2 separate regions of the Gossypium hirsutum genome follow, and region 1 is linked to region 2. Evidence: chromatin contacts called from public Hi-C data. All regions are on one chromosome and are shown on one strand. Each heading gives the region's core, a stretch centred on a gene start, on an enhancer-like site or on the middle of the called end of the contact. The rest is flanking DNA. Distances are from core to core; before and after follow the strand shown.

Region 1 (6,414 bases), core at 3,686-6,185, 160 kb before region 2:
ATTTTCTATATAGGTCATTTCTTAATTACAATTGTAAAATTTTGCATTAACTTTTTTTATCATAATTAAGGAGATGAGATTGCCTGGAATGGAAATCAAGTCTCACACCTAACAATCTAATACCCTTACCACTAAACTATCCTACATTAACTATTATTTTTTTATACTTTTGTAGATATTGTAATCTTTATAACAACCTAATCTTCATTATAATTTCATGTTCAAATTTTTCAGAATTAAATTATATGCTTGTAGTTTGAAAATTGTATTAAAATGAAATTATTAGTCAAAAGGGTTTTATAATTAATAGTATTTTAGTTAATAATTATCAAGTACAAATGTAAATTAACAATGAAAAACATATATTATTGGAAAACACATTGATTTGCAACTATTGAAAAATATAGAGTGACGTGCTAGAGAAAGAGGTCACTTCCTTACCAAATGCAAAACACTAGCTTGTTTCTATATTTAGGTGATTGATAATTTATTGAACATGATTTTTGGGTTGAGATGAGTTTGTGGATTGTATATAGCCCAATAATGAAGATCATATCACTTAAGGAAATAGGTTTGAAGGATTAGATCAGATCGGATCACATCTATCTAATCCTTTGGATAGAGGAAGTTGGATCAGATTGGAATGTTGAAGACTTAGCTACCAACAGTCCTTGTTTACCTTGTTTATTAATATTATATTGTATTCAACTAGTTTAGCTGATGTTTAATAAGGATTGGTATAGCTCTTCATTATGATAGCAAGTCTCAAATAACTCTATATAATTAAAAGACTTGTATAGGAATATGTATTAAATTGAGAGCACTTAATTTGTTCAAGTAAGGAACATTATTTGTAAAAGTGCATTTTGATTGTAAAACCTTTGTGTTGTGGTTTTACAAGCTAAGTTCATAAGGGTGAATTTAGTGGTGAGAGTTCTAATCTTCGAAGGTACAAAATTGAAAAAATTATCACTAGGGTGTGAAAGATTTAGGTTCACTTGTTGTAATTGTTAAAGATTTTGGATAATTCTCACTAAGCTAGGCTTCGCGAACTTGCAAAGAATTTAAAAAGTTTTCTAAATATATTGTTGCCAAATCTACTTGGGATATTTTGGAGATTGCTTATACAGGTATTTCCATTGTTAAATAGTCAAAGATGCATATTTTAATCTCCAGATTTGAGAGTCTGAGAATGCAAGAATTGGAAACTATAGGAGAGTTTTATGCAGAGTTGTGTGATCTATCGAACCAGAAGTTTGCATAGGTAGAGGAATACTCCAATGCCAAATTGGTCAAAAAGGTGTTGAGATCTCTTCCTAAGAGATTCTTCATCAAGGTTATTACTATTGAAAAGGCCAAGGATCTTAAAAAGCTAGCTAATGATGAACTCATTGGCTTTTTGCAAACCTTTTAAATGAACTTTGAGAATGCAAAACGCAGCAAGACAAAAGACGAGAGAAACATTACTCTCCAAGTGGGTGATGAAGTGCCAACTTCTCAAAACATTGCAATTGAGGATATCTAAGAACAAATTTCCTTACTTACGCAATTTTAACAAGACTTCCAAGAAGCAAGCAAAGAAGTTTAAAAATTTTGAAGCCAGTACCAATTTTGATACATATACGGATCAAGTGAAATTTATTAAATTCTATTCACTAAAGCTGCCAATTTTCAAGCTTGGGAAATCAACAGACTTGCGACGACTTTTGGATGGCATCCTAGCATTTCTGAGTTGAGATGTCTTCATAACATTCGAAGATCTATCTCTTAGCTTCAAAATACACTTTGAATCACTCGTTTTTGAGTTTGGGAGCTCAAGTTATGACCATTTTAGTGAAGATTGGACGAGTAAAATTTCTGAACAGGATTATGATGAGAATTACGAGTTTTGGGCTTTTAATTCGAGTTTAAATCGTATTGGGTTCGGGTTTTGGGCTTAATTTTTATTATATATGAGCTCAATATTGTATTTATTAGCTCTTATTATTTTATTATTTTATTATTCCTAATTTTTAATAATTATTAATTAGTTTAAGTTATTTAAGAGTTTTATGCCAACAAGAGAGTTTAGTTTAAAACTACTTCTTGTTTAGGTTAATTAGAGTTCTAATATAAGAGTTTTATTTAGGTTTATTTATAGGCCTTTGCATTGTACACAATTCGCACAATTGATTGTTATTCAAATTCTCTTTGAGTTTTTCTTTTCAAGAATTGTTCTTGAGTTTCTTTTAGAAGAGTTTAACAATCTTTATATATTGTGGGGATCATCTTCAAACTTTTTATTGCCAAAGTTTCTATCTTGGGGGGAAACTAGAGCCACTTGAAGGGGGTTGTGGATTCTTTATGTTTCCAAGGCTTCTTAGGACTTCTACATATCACGTTCTATTTTTTTCCATCTATTGACTTTATTTTCTTCTTTATTATTCTAATCTTTGATTTCATTATTCTATTTATTTATTTTTAATTGTTCTCTTTATTTTTATCTGACTTGGATTCGTTTGTGTTTCAGGTTATGGTAGAATCCAAGTTTCTTTTTGAATGTCTAGAACCCTAAGTCAAATCTGTGATTTAGACAAACTTTATAATCCACTTCCACGTTCATCCTCACGAATCCATATCAATTTCCCTAGAAACAAATCAAAAGGAGTTACCATTAAAGAGGAACATGAGAAAGATAAAGAGGAAGGTGTCCGATGCCATGAATGTTAGGGGTATGGTCATATTCAATCTAAGTGTGCCAACACTCTTAAAATGAAAAAGATGTCACTTTGTGTAACCTAGAGTGATGAAGATTCATCTAGCAACTTAAATTCGAAAGATGATCATCATAGTAATTATGTTGCTTTTGCTACTAGTGTTGTCAAAGAAGATGGAGAAGATTCAACTAGAGATTCGGATATTAGTTCTAATGAGAAATTCTTGAAAACCTACAATGAGATATTGGGCAAGTGGAGGAAAGTGTACAACATCAATACTCAACTATTATAGGAAAATAAGCATTTGAATTATGAAAATCCTAAATTGGTTAAACATGTTGAAATAAAAGAATTACTTCTTACAAATGAGCTTACTAAAGTTAAACTCATGCTCAAGAAATTTATCACCAATAGTAACAAACTTGAAGAAATCCTTGCAGCAAGAAGGAGAAATCCAAGCAAGGGAGGTCTACGGTATGTCAAGGAAGGAAAGGTTATGATTTAGAATCCTACTGCCTTTATGAAGGTTTGAGTTTTGGTGATTTTGGTGAATGTTCAAAGCTTGTGCTGATCAAGAATAACAAAAAGGTATTCAGTTGTCACAAAAGTGGTTTATTATTTCCGTGGGGCCCTTAAACATATCAACCATCGGTGTTTCAAGATACTATATGATCTAAGGTGAAGACGTGCAGTGCCTAAAGAAGAGCCCACTCCGATGGCACATCAGCTGTGAAGAAGTATAAACGAATGTGGGTAAAAAAGGAGACTAGATATATACAGGTTTTATATTGTTCTCAAAACTCTACCATTAATGGAGTTTGGTATTTTGATAGTGGTTGCTTTCAACATATGACGGTATCAATTATACTTGTCTAACTTTGTGAATTGTCTTGCTGGAAAGGTGACATTTTGAGATGGGAAGAAAATTCATATACTGGAAAAGGGAACCTTAAATGTCCTTGGGATGCCTCAATTGAAGAATCGATAGTTGGTGAATGATCTTAAAGCCAACTTGGTCAATATAAGTCAAATGTGTGACCAAGGTCTGCTTGTCAACTTTAAAAAAGACAAGTGTATTGTCACCACCACATCTGATGAGAAGATTATGGAATGAGCCCGCACCTTTGATAATCACTATAGGGTGATTCAATCTATCTTGTGTGATAGTGATGTTGTGTCTAACTTGAAACTATGGCACGAGAAAGTTGATCATATCCACTTTGAATTATGAAGTAGTTCGAGAAACTCCAAAATTAACTAGAACCTTTGTCAACCACATACCTATATTTGGTATACCTTTATTTTCTCATTTTGTAGCTAGTATAAAAAAGATATTAACAAAATAACACATATTTTCTGATGATTTTTTTTTTGGCTAGTTTTGGAAAGGGGAGGAAAGGATTGTACAAATCTAAGCTTTAAATTAATGCTAGTTTTAAACTTATTTCAACTCAAAGGTCAATACATTTGTCATATTAAATCATCTATAATAAAAATTACATAATATTTTTTAATTTAAAATATTAAAAATAATAAGTAAATAAGACATATATTCTTTTACCATTTCAAGACTATATTATCATTTAAAATCTTTAAGTTTACTTAACGTCTACTTTTTCATTCTCATTTATCCCAAAAAAAAAAACTTTCATTGAAACATAAACCATCAATTACTCTCAATATAATATTTCTTTTAGATTTATAATGCGTATTATTTGATAATATATTTTATTTCAAATATTTCTTATGTATATTTAATTATATATTATTATATTTTTGTATATTTTACGTTCGTTCTATTATTTATGCTCGAGATTTAATATTGTCTCCTCTAATAATATTGTTTATAAAGTTTAAACTTACGTTCTCCATTTAAGAATGCAATATGTCTTATCAATTATCACTATACAAAATACTTGTTGATAGATTACATATGATGTTTAATTTTAAGTAATATATTCAAAAAATTAATTTACTTTAATACTTAAAATTTCCAACATCTATCAAATGGAACCTAAGCTAATAAATTATTAGTTTTTTTAATATATTCAAAAATAAATATCTAATAGCTTTGAATGAATTAATAAAATTTAAAAAAACCATAAATATATTAAATATCAAAACCGAAATTAGGTTTAAAAAATCTTAATCAGATAGGAGAGGGAAAAAGAAAATCCAAATCCAAGTTAGGCCACAACCCACAAAAAGGCCTAGAAAAATAGTCCTAAAGCCCAACAAATCCTAAATTTACCCTAGTTTCCACCATATATTCTCTCAATACCCTACTTCTCAAACTCTAGGTTGGCCGTCGCCGAGTCGAAGAGGATTCAAGCCCCTTTCCCCACAGCAAAAAATGAAGTACAACCCACGAGTCTCCTCCTCTCGCCGCAAGAGCCGCAAGGCCCATTTCACGGCACCCTCGTCGGTCCGCCGTGTGTTGATGAGCGCCCCACTCTCATCCGATTTGAGGTCCAAGTACAACGTCCGGTCCATGCCGGTGCGCAAGGACGACGAGGTCCAACTGGTTCGTGGGACTTACAAAGGCCGGGAAGGGAAAGTTGTTCAAGTCTACCGTCGCAAATGGGTAATCCACATCGAGCGCATCACCCGCGAGAAAGTTAATGGTTCGACCGTCAACGTTGGGATTAACCCATCCAAGGTTGTCATTACCAAGCTGAGGCTGGACAAGGACCGGAAGTCGTTGTTGGACCGTAAGGCTAAGGGACGGGCTGCTGCTGATAAGGATAAGGGTACTAAGTTCTCTGCCGAGGATATCATGCAGAGTGTCGATTAAGGTTGTCTTGTTTTTCATTGCTATGATATGCTTTGTTATGTTACAATTTACGGAGTTTGCAACTATTGGACATCATTTTTCATAGTATTTATCTTCATGTTATTGGATGAGGAATCTGGGATTTTGTAGACTTTGATAATGCTATTATATATTGCAATTTTTGTTTTCATTTTATTTTGGTTGCATGATTAAATTCGTAGGCATGGAACTTATAATGTTAAATACATGGAAATGGCTGTGCAAAGAATCTGCTACGTTTAAACATTGTCTGAAACTAATGCAATAAAGATTCTATTTTTGGTCTTCATTATGCTTTTGTATTGTTTATCAATCATTTTATTCAAAAACTACACCAAATTGAGTGGTTTCTTTGAAATGCTACATCACTACCTACCATCCATTCAATGGCTTGTGATATGGATATGCAGAGTTGAGCTGTTTCTCTTGAAAAGCATTGACATTCCATTGGGATAGGGATTCAAATGGTTCATTTGCATCCAAAACGACATTAGATTGGGTGTTCATTGATAATCCATTTGTCCATGAGATTGGGATGATACCACTTGAAGAAAAGCCGAGCTTGAAACTCGAAATCCACCATTTCTTTTGGTCGAGGCAGTAGCCGGTAAGCTTAAGGGGACTGTGTATGGAGGAACTTGGAAGGCAACTGGAACAAATAAGCTTTTGTAGATCACTCAAAGGTAACAAATCAAGGCAGTTATAAAGCATTTACCAAATCAAAGAAATACTCAATACAAGGAGGCATAAATGTGCCAATGTCAAAATGGCTCAAATCGGATCAAAACTTCAACATGTGAATCATTGAAAGCCAAAAGTATCAATCATCCATCCACAGGAAATGCGAACCTAGAAATGAATATTAATCGTCTGTGGAGCAACTTATTGACACCCCCATTTTAAATC
Region 2 (5,847 bases), core at 2,759-5,258:
TGCATTCTTCAAATATATATATACACATTCATATTCATGATCACCTTTCAAATATATATATATATCCTTTTAATTGGCAAAACTGCTAGATATATTATTAGTAAATGGTCAAATAAATGCAGAGCACGGCATAAAGTAATATATCAAATAACATCATTTTGACTCAAAAATGTATTTGGATCTGATCTAAAGAAGAAATTTTAATCTCTTAACTATTACATGTGTGTTGAAGCAGACAAAAGAAATTAACTATATTTTTGTGTTTCTCTGAACTGGCATGTTGTTCATTTTGGCATCCATTTCATTGCCAGATATGTATATGATGGCATCCTTCAATTTTTCCCACAATCTAACCTTATTGTCACATAGTTTCTGGCTTTACATTAGCCATCAGCTATGTCTCCATGTGAACTAAAGCTTAAGTTGTAATGGAAAAGAGAAGTATCTTAGATGTTGGTTTGGTTGGAAAAAAACCGAGGTTTGAGTTTTCTTAGGACCTGTATTCACACAAATTCAAGGAGTCAAGCTTTCATCATCTGAACTTCCATCTTGTCTCACATTGTACCTGCTAAGAACTGGCAGTGAAGCCGTCGCAGATATCCGAAAGGATCTAGCAGCACCCACCATTGTTCTATCCTGCAATAGCCCCACTTCTTTGCAGACATGATCCAATATTGACAGGAAATCCCTCACAATCATGAAGATTCTTAAAGGATGAGCTTCTTCCTTTGTTGCATTCCCATGAAAATATTCAGTAACTTCTTTCACAAGCAATAAAGCTTTTCTTTCATCATCCTTTATCTTAGCAATCTCCTCTTCAGCATCTCTTAGAAACATTTTCATGGAGTTGAAGAAATTCCCGGATGTATCTGGCTTCTCATATTGTAGAACTGATCTGACCTTCTCGAGCCCTGTTTCAAGCTTTGACACATAACTGCTTAAGACATCCGAGTCCATTCCAGCTGCCTTCTTGACATTGCTGAGGTCTCTGCTCAGCCCAGCCACAACCTGCAATCCTTGTTTCCTGAAATCCTCCTCCTTAAAGTTGGAGGCCATTTTATTTTCATGATTCCCATCGGTAGAGTTAGTACCAGCACCTTCGGATCTAATGATCTCTTGAACCACAAAGTGTAGCAGTGTAGTTTTCCCATCAGTTCCCTTTATATCAACAAGTTTCAAAAGGGTGTCAAGCTTAAAAGCTTTAGCATCACCACGGTTGGTGCCAACATTCATCCGGTTTCCTGTCCTAAGAACAGCTTCAAGGAGTTTGAGGAATAACCTGCTGTTCTTCAATTCGTCACTCGCTTCCTGCAAGTACATTACAGAGAAATGAACTCATAGGAGGTTTTAACAAAGAATTTTTCAGAATTTTTATGGTGAAAGCATTGAATCTCATGAATACTAATAATACCTCGAGGGTTTGAAAAGACTTCCTCAAATATTGTACTTCAGTATCAAAGTTGGCTCTATACAGCATGGTTTCAACTCTTTTGAAGGCAAAGGGGATATCAAGCACTGTCCTCAGAAATCTTTCTGCAGAGCCTAGTTTCGATACGTCCCCGCTGTACTCTCGAAGTTTTATTTCTTCCTCCTTTGTGGGAGCCATCTTTACCAAAGTCTCGAAAAGCTCAGCACCTAAGCTTTCCGGGTTACCTGTTTAAGCAAAACAAAATAACATGTGAAAGTGAAGTGAAGTTCAATATTTAAGTAGAAGATTATCGGCAAATTGAAGCCCATAATCAGCATCTCGAAGAAGCTTTTCATCATGTTTCTTGATCAATATATCTACATGTGCATCGTAATTAGTTATGAGTTATGCTTTACGGCTTATATGATCCTTTAGCTATGATAGCTTTAAGCATGAACAAGCGGCCAATTGCTGTGTTTTAAGAACAAATGATAGAAAATAGAAAAGAATGATAGTCATGACATACCATCCAAAAGAGCTTCTGACACTTCATCTCTTGTTACATTCAGTGCTCTCAACAGTATGGCAATGTTCTGTGACTTCTTTGGATCCAAAACTCTGTTTTCCTGTTTAACAGGAGGCAGAACTGATCTTCTAATAGGTTCTTTTGGTGGTGCTGCTGTAGTTGAATTGCAGCCAAATAGAGTCTCCATCATGTCCTCATTCAATCTGTAAACAAGCAAACAAAAAATAAATGAAAGTTTTCCCAGATTGTACTTGAAACGTAATCTACACTCATAAAATGTACAAGTTTTATAACTTACTGAAATGAGTTTGATTTTATCTGGTCCCACACTGTAGCTCTCTCCGAGGTTGCTCGTACTTTGTCCCAGTGCAAAGGCTTCAACTTGGGTTTTGCACTATCCATGTCATCCCCGTCTGTCTTCTCTGAAGAACTGACACCTTTGTAACCAACCACCTCTTCCATGGACTTTCTAGCCCCACTCACTGCACTGTTTTTGGGACTTGGGGTCCGAGATTCATGCTTGTTCAACAGTTGGGAAGGTTTTGGAGTCACATTGGTCTTCAAATTCCTTACTGACCTGGGTATTGACAGTTTTACGGCTGCTGGTGGCGGCATAGGGGGTGGTGGCGGTGGCGGAGGTGGAACAGGAACTTTTGTCCTTTGTGGGGATGAATTGTTGCTAATTGATCGAAGTAGCGCCATATTTGGAGGTGGAGGAGGGGAGGAGAATTTTGGCCTTTTTGCGTGGGTAAATTCCTGAGTCTCATGCGGCTCCGGTACTAGACCTTGTGGCTGTTGAAGGGGTAGCGATGGTGGCGACGGAGGATGTGGAGAAGGCGGCTGCTGCTGTTGCTGCTTTATTGAAGGTATAATAACATGCTTCATTTCCGGCGAAGAAGCTAAAATCCTTGTTTTGGGAGAAGTTCTTTTAGAACAAGGAACAGAATTTGTTTTCCCATTCATTTCATTCCTCGACTGAGTCACCAAATTGCCATTAACCCGACGCGAAACCGGAGTATAATAGCTTTCTTCATTGCTGATCGTTGAGCCCTGAGGGGTATAAAAAGCCGTCCCCTGAGACTCTTCATCTGAAGAAGACGAAGATGGAGATGGCATTGCCGTCGGTGAATTCTCAAGTCCTAGAGGTTTAGCCAATGGAGGCAATGGCTGCAATTCGGGGCTCGGCCTATATCGATCCGACCTCCTCACTGAATTCAACTTACCATAAGGCGAACCATTAGCTCCACCATTCACTTCACCCACCGATCTCCTGCTGGGCTCCACGGTTCCAATGTAAAGAAAGCTGGAGGGTGGAACCCTAGAGTCTTCTTGCGACCTATCGGAGTTCCCTCCAACAAGCCTCTTTCGCGTTTCCCCAGGGTGTTTAGCGACCCGGTGACGGTACAAAAAGAAAGCAAGCCCCGATAACATTCCCAAAGTGACAATCCCAACAGAGATGGCAATTGCAACCTTTTTAGCTGGTTTGGCAGGTTGGGTTGCAGTTGGGATTGACATCGAGCCATTAGTAGGCGCAGATGGTGCGGTAGGCTGTTGATTCTGATCTGCGGTCTGCCCTGGTCCTGAAGGAACTTCAGGGAAGAATGGCTGACTTGGGTCTGGATAAACAGGACTATCTGGAGCCGGCGGAGACGGTGACGGTAAAAAAGTGTCAGCGCCTGGAGGCGGAGATGAACCAACCGAAAACAACGGTTGGTGTAGAATTCTTCTATGAAAAATGATAAAATCTTGAATTACAGAAGAAGAAGATGACAAGAACAATGAAAGCAAGAAGAAAAAGAAGGTGAAATGTGGATGAGATCTCAATCTCATTGTGAAAATTTCAGGGTCGAAGATTCATCTCTGAAGGGGGGAAAGAAAGGACTTTGTTTCCCTAACTGTTGGACCCTTTAGCCAAAAATGCATAACACAGCAAACTAAAAGGAGGAAAATTATACTAAAAATATGACTACTGCTGTTTTAGACTGCGGGGGAAGCTTCTTTTTGCCGCTAGATTTGGATGCTACATGAGATCGTCTATAGCCGCATCTTTTCTTTTCTTTTTAATTAATTATTTGGACTGTATTGGAATGACACCTGCTATTTTAGAGGAATAGCAAATCAACTGTGGTAATCGGGGGCTGTTTTCCAGATAAATGGACGATTATGCCCCTATAAATGGTAGGAATTAAAGGACCACGTTTATGTCCTTTTCTGTCCGATTATTTTATGGAATTGTTTCTTCTTTTGTCGTGACCCAGATATATATGCCCACATATTTCATTAATTTATTATCTCTTTTTGCCCTCTTTACTGTGAATCGATAAAAATCACGGTTCAACTATGAACTGTCGACTGAAAAAATTGTTAACATGAGCCGAACCGGACAAATGCCCACCTAAATGTCTCAGTTTTCTACTGGTTTTTTACCTAAATAATATAAAAAAAATATCAAAACGGTATGTTGCAACAATTATGTACCAAAATAATACATTTAGATGGGTAGAGCATGGTGTATAGACAGCATCACCCTCATTCTGACACAATACAATTAAAAAATAATAATAATATTTTAGTAGTGGTGTCAAAGGGATATGCGGCACCACTTTTCCTTTCTGGTATATACGGGTACAAAAATATGAAGGGGGCGTGGTTCCTATTTGATAGATGGCACCAGCGACCCCTATCTGATAGGCGGCATTGGTTGTGCCTATCTGATAGGCGGCACTGGTGGTGTCTATTTGATAGGCGGCACACCCAATATATTCCCCCCCATTCCCTCATCCGGCTCGTATCAGTTTAAAAAAAAATAGCAGAACAAGAGAGGGAGAAGAGAAGAAAGAAAGAAAAGAGAAAAAAAATGTATTATTATTTTTATTGTTATTTTCAAATATAATATATTATGATAATAAAAAATTATTTTGTTAGTATTATATAGTTTGTTTAGTGTTATTTTCATGTTTTGTTTTAAAGTTATTTTGTTTATTGTGATTTGTTAGTAAGTTTTGTGTTTAGATTATTGAGAATGCTATGTTGTAAAATTTTTTAATATATTTGGAAGTTTAACTATTATAAAGTAATTGTTAGTTAGTGATAACAACAGAAAAGAATAGATAAATACTGAAAATATTTTTGTCATAGATATTGTTAGAAATGACAATAAATTTGAAATTGTTAGAAATTAACTCTTTTCATTCATTAAATTTTTTATGTAAGTATTTTTATGTTGTTCGAAATTGTTTTGAGAATTTTTGTTTATTTTTTAACAGATTGAGTATTGAAGATGGTTAATCTATTTTTCGTATGCGTTTATTTCGATGGAATCAACTTGACAACAACTGTTGGATGTATATTTAAATGTTGGCAACAAATAGCAATGAGATTTAATAAAAATGTCTCGTTCAATGATATGAAGGAAATGATTAGCACAAAAATTGTTAGACGTTGTAGGAGAAGGATCTCGAAACATTTCTACAAGTTTCCAGTTTCGACAGATCCTATCAAATTCACCGAAATGGAACTTGTATACAATGAAGACGTGCAGACAATAATCGCTCTTTATTGTGGTAATCGGAGTGACCAAAATGCACTGATTCACTTATTTCCTGAGTTAGCATATGGTGAAGAACATGGAGCTCAAGAACCGTGCATGGTGGCTCCAATATCATACATTGTTAGTGAATCGATAATACGCTGGATCGATATTGATCTTAATGTTGCAGCCAATATTGATGTGGTTGGTGATGATGGATACGATAGTAGTGATCCTTGTGATCAAGAGGTCGATAGTGATAGTGATTCCAATGTGGACGAGGTCCCCGATGATATTGACTACGAAGACATGAATGACAATGGAAACATTAACGCGTTTTCACTCGAGAACCAGATTCGACGTATTGTGATATACAATAATCCT

The links. A called contact is a pair of places that touch in the nucleus more often than the background predicts.
Region 1: a Hi-C map of leaf shows a contact between it and region 2, with 1.7 times the contacts expected there. The contact joins the promoter of LOC107913285 here to the promoter of LOC107913280 in region 2. A contact is called at or near these places in 2 of 34 Hi-C or Micro-C datasets (hypocotyl and leaf).

What each region holds. Positions count from the first base shown.
Region 1 is chrD11:28,401,082-28,407,495 of Gossypium_hirsutum_v2.1, reverse strand. LOC107913285 (60S ribosomal protein L26-1) reads left to right here and starts at 4,935. Exons shown (of 1, transcript XM_016841827.2): 1 at 4,935-5,664. The coding sequence starts at 5,050. The coding sequence ends at 5,490. LOC107913284 (mitochondrial outer membrane protein porin 2) reads right to left here. Exons shown (of 6, transcript XM_016841826.2): 6 at 6,193-6,414.
Region 2 is chrD11:28,244,831-28,250,677 of Gossypium_hirsutum_v2.1, reverse strand. It overlaps LOC107913280 (formin-like protein 6), which reads right to left and starts at 4,008. Exons shown (of 4, transcript XM_016841821.2): 1 at 2,233-4,008; 2 at 1,935-2,137; 3 at 1,412-1,653; 4 at 132-1,308. The coding sequence starts at 3,764. The coding sequence ends at 514.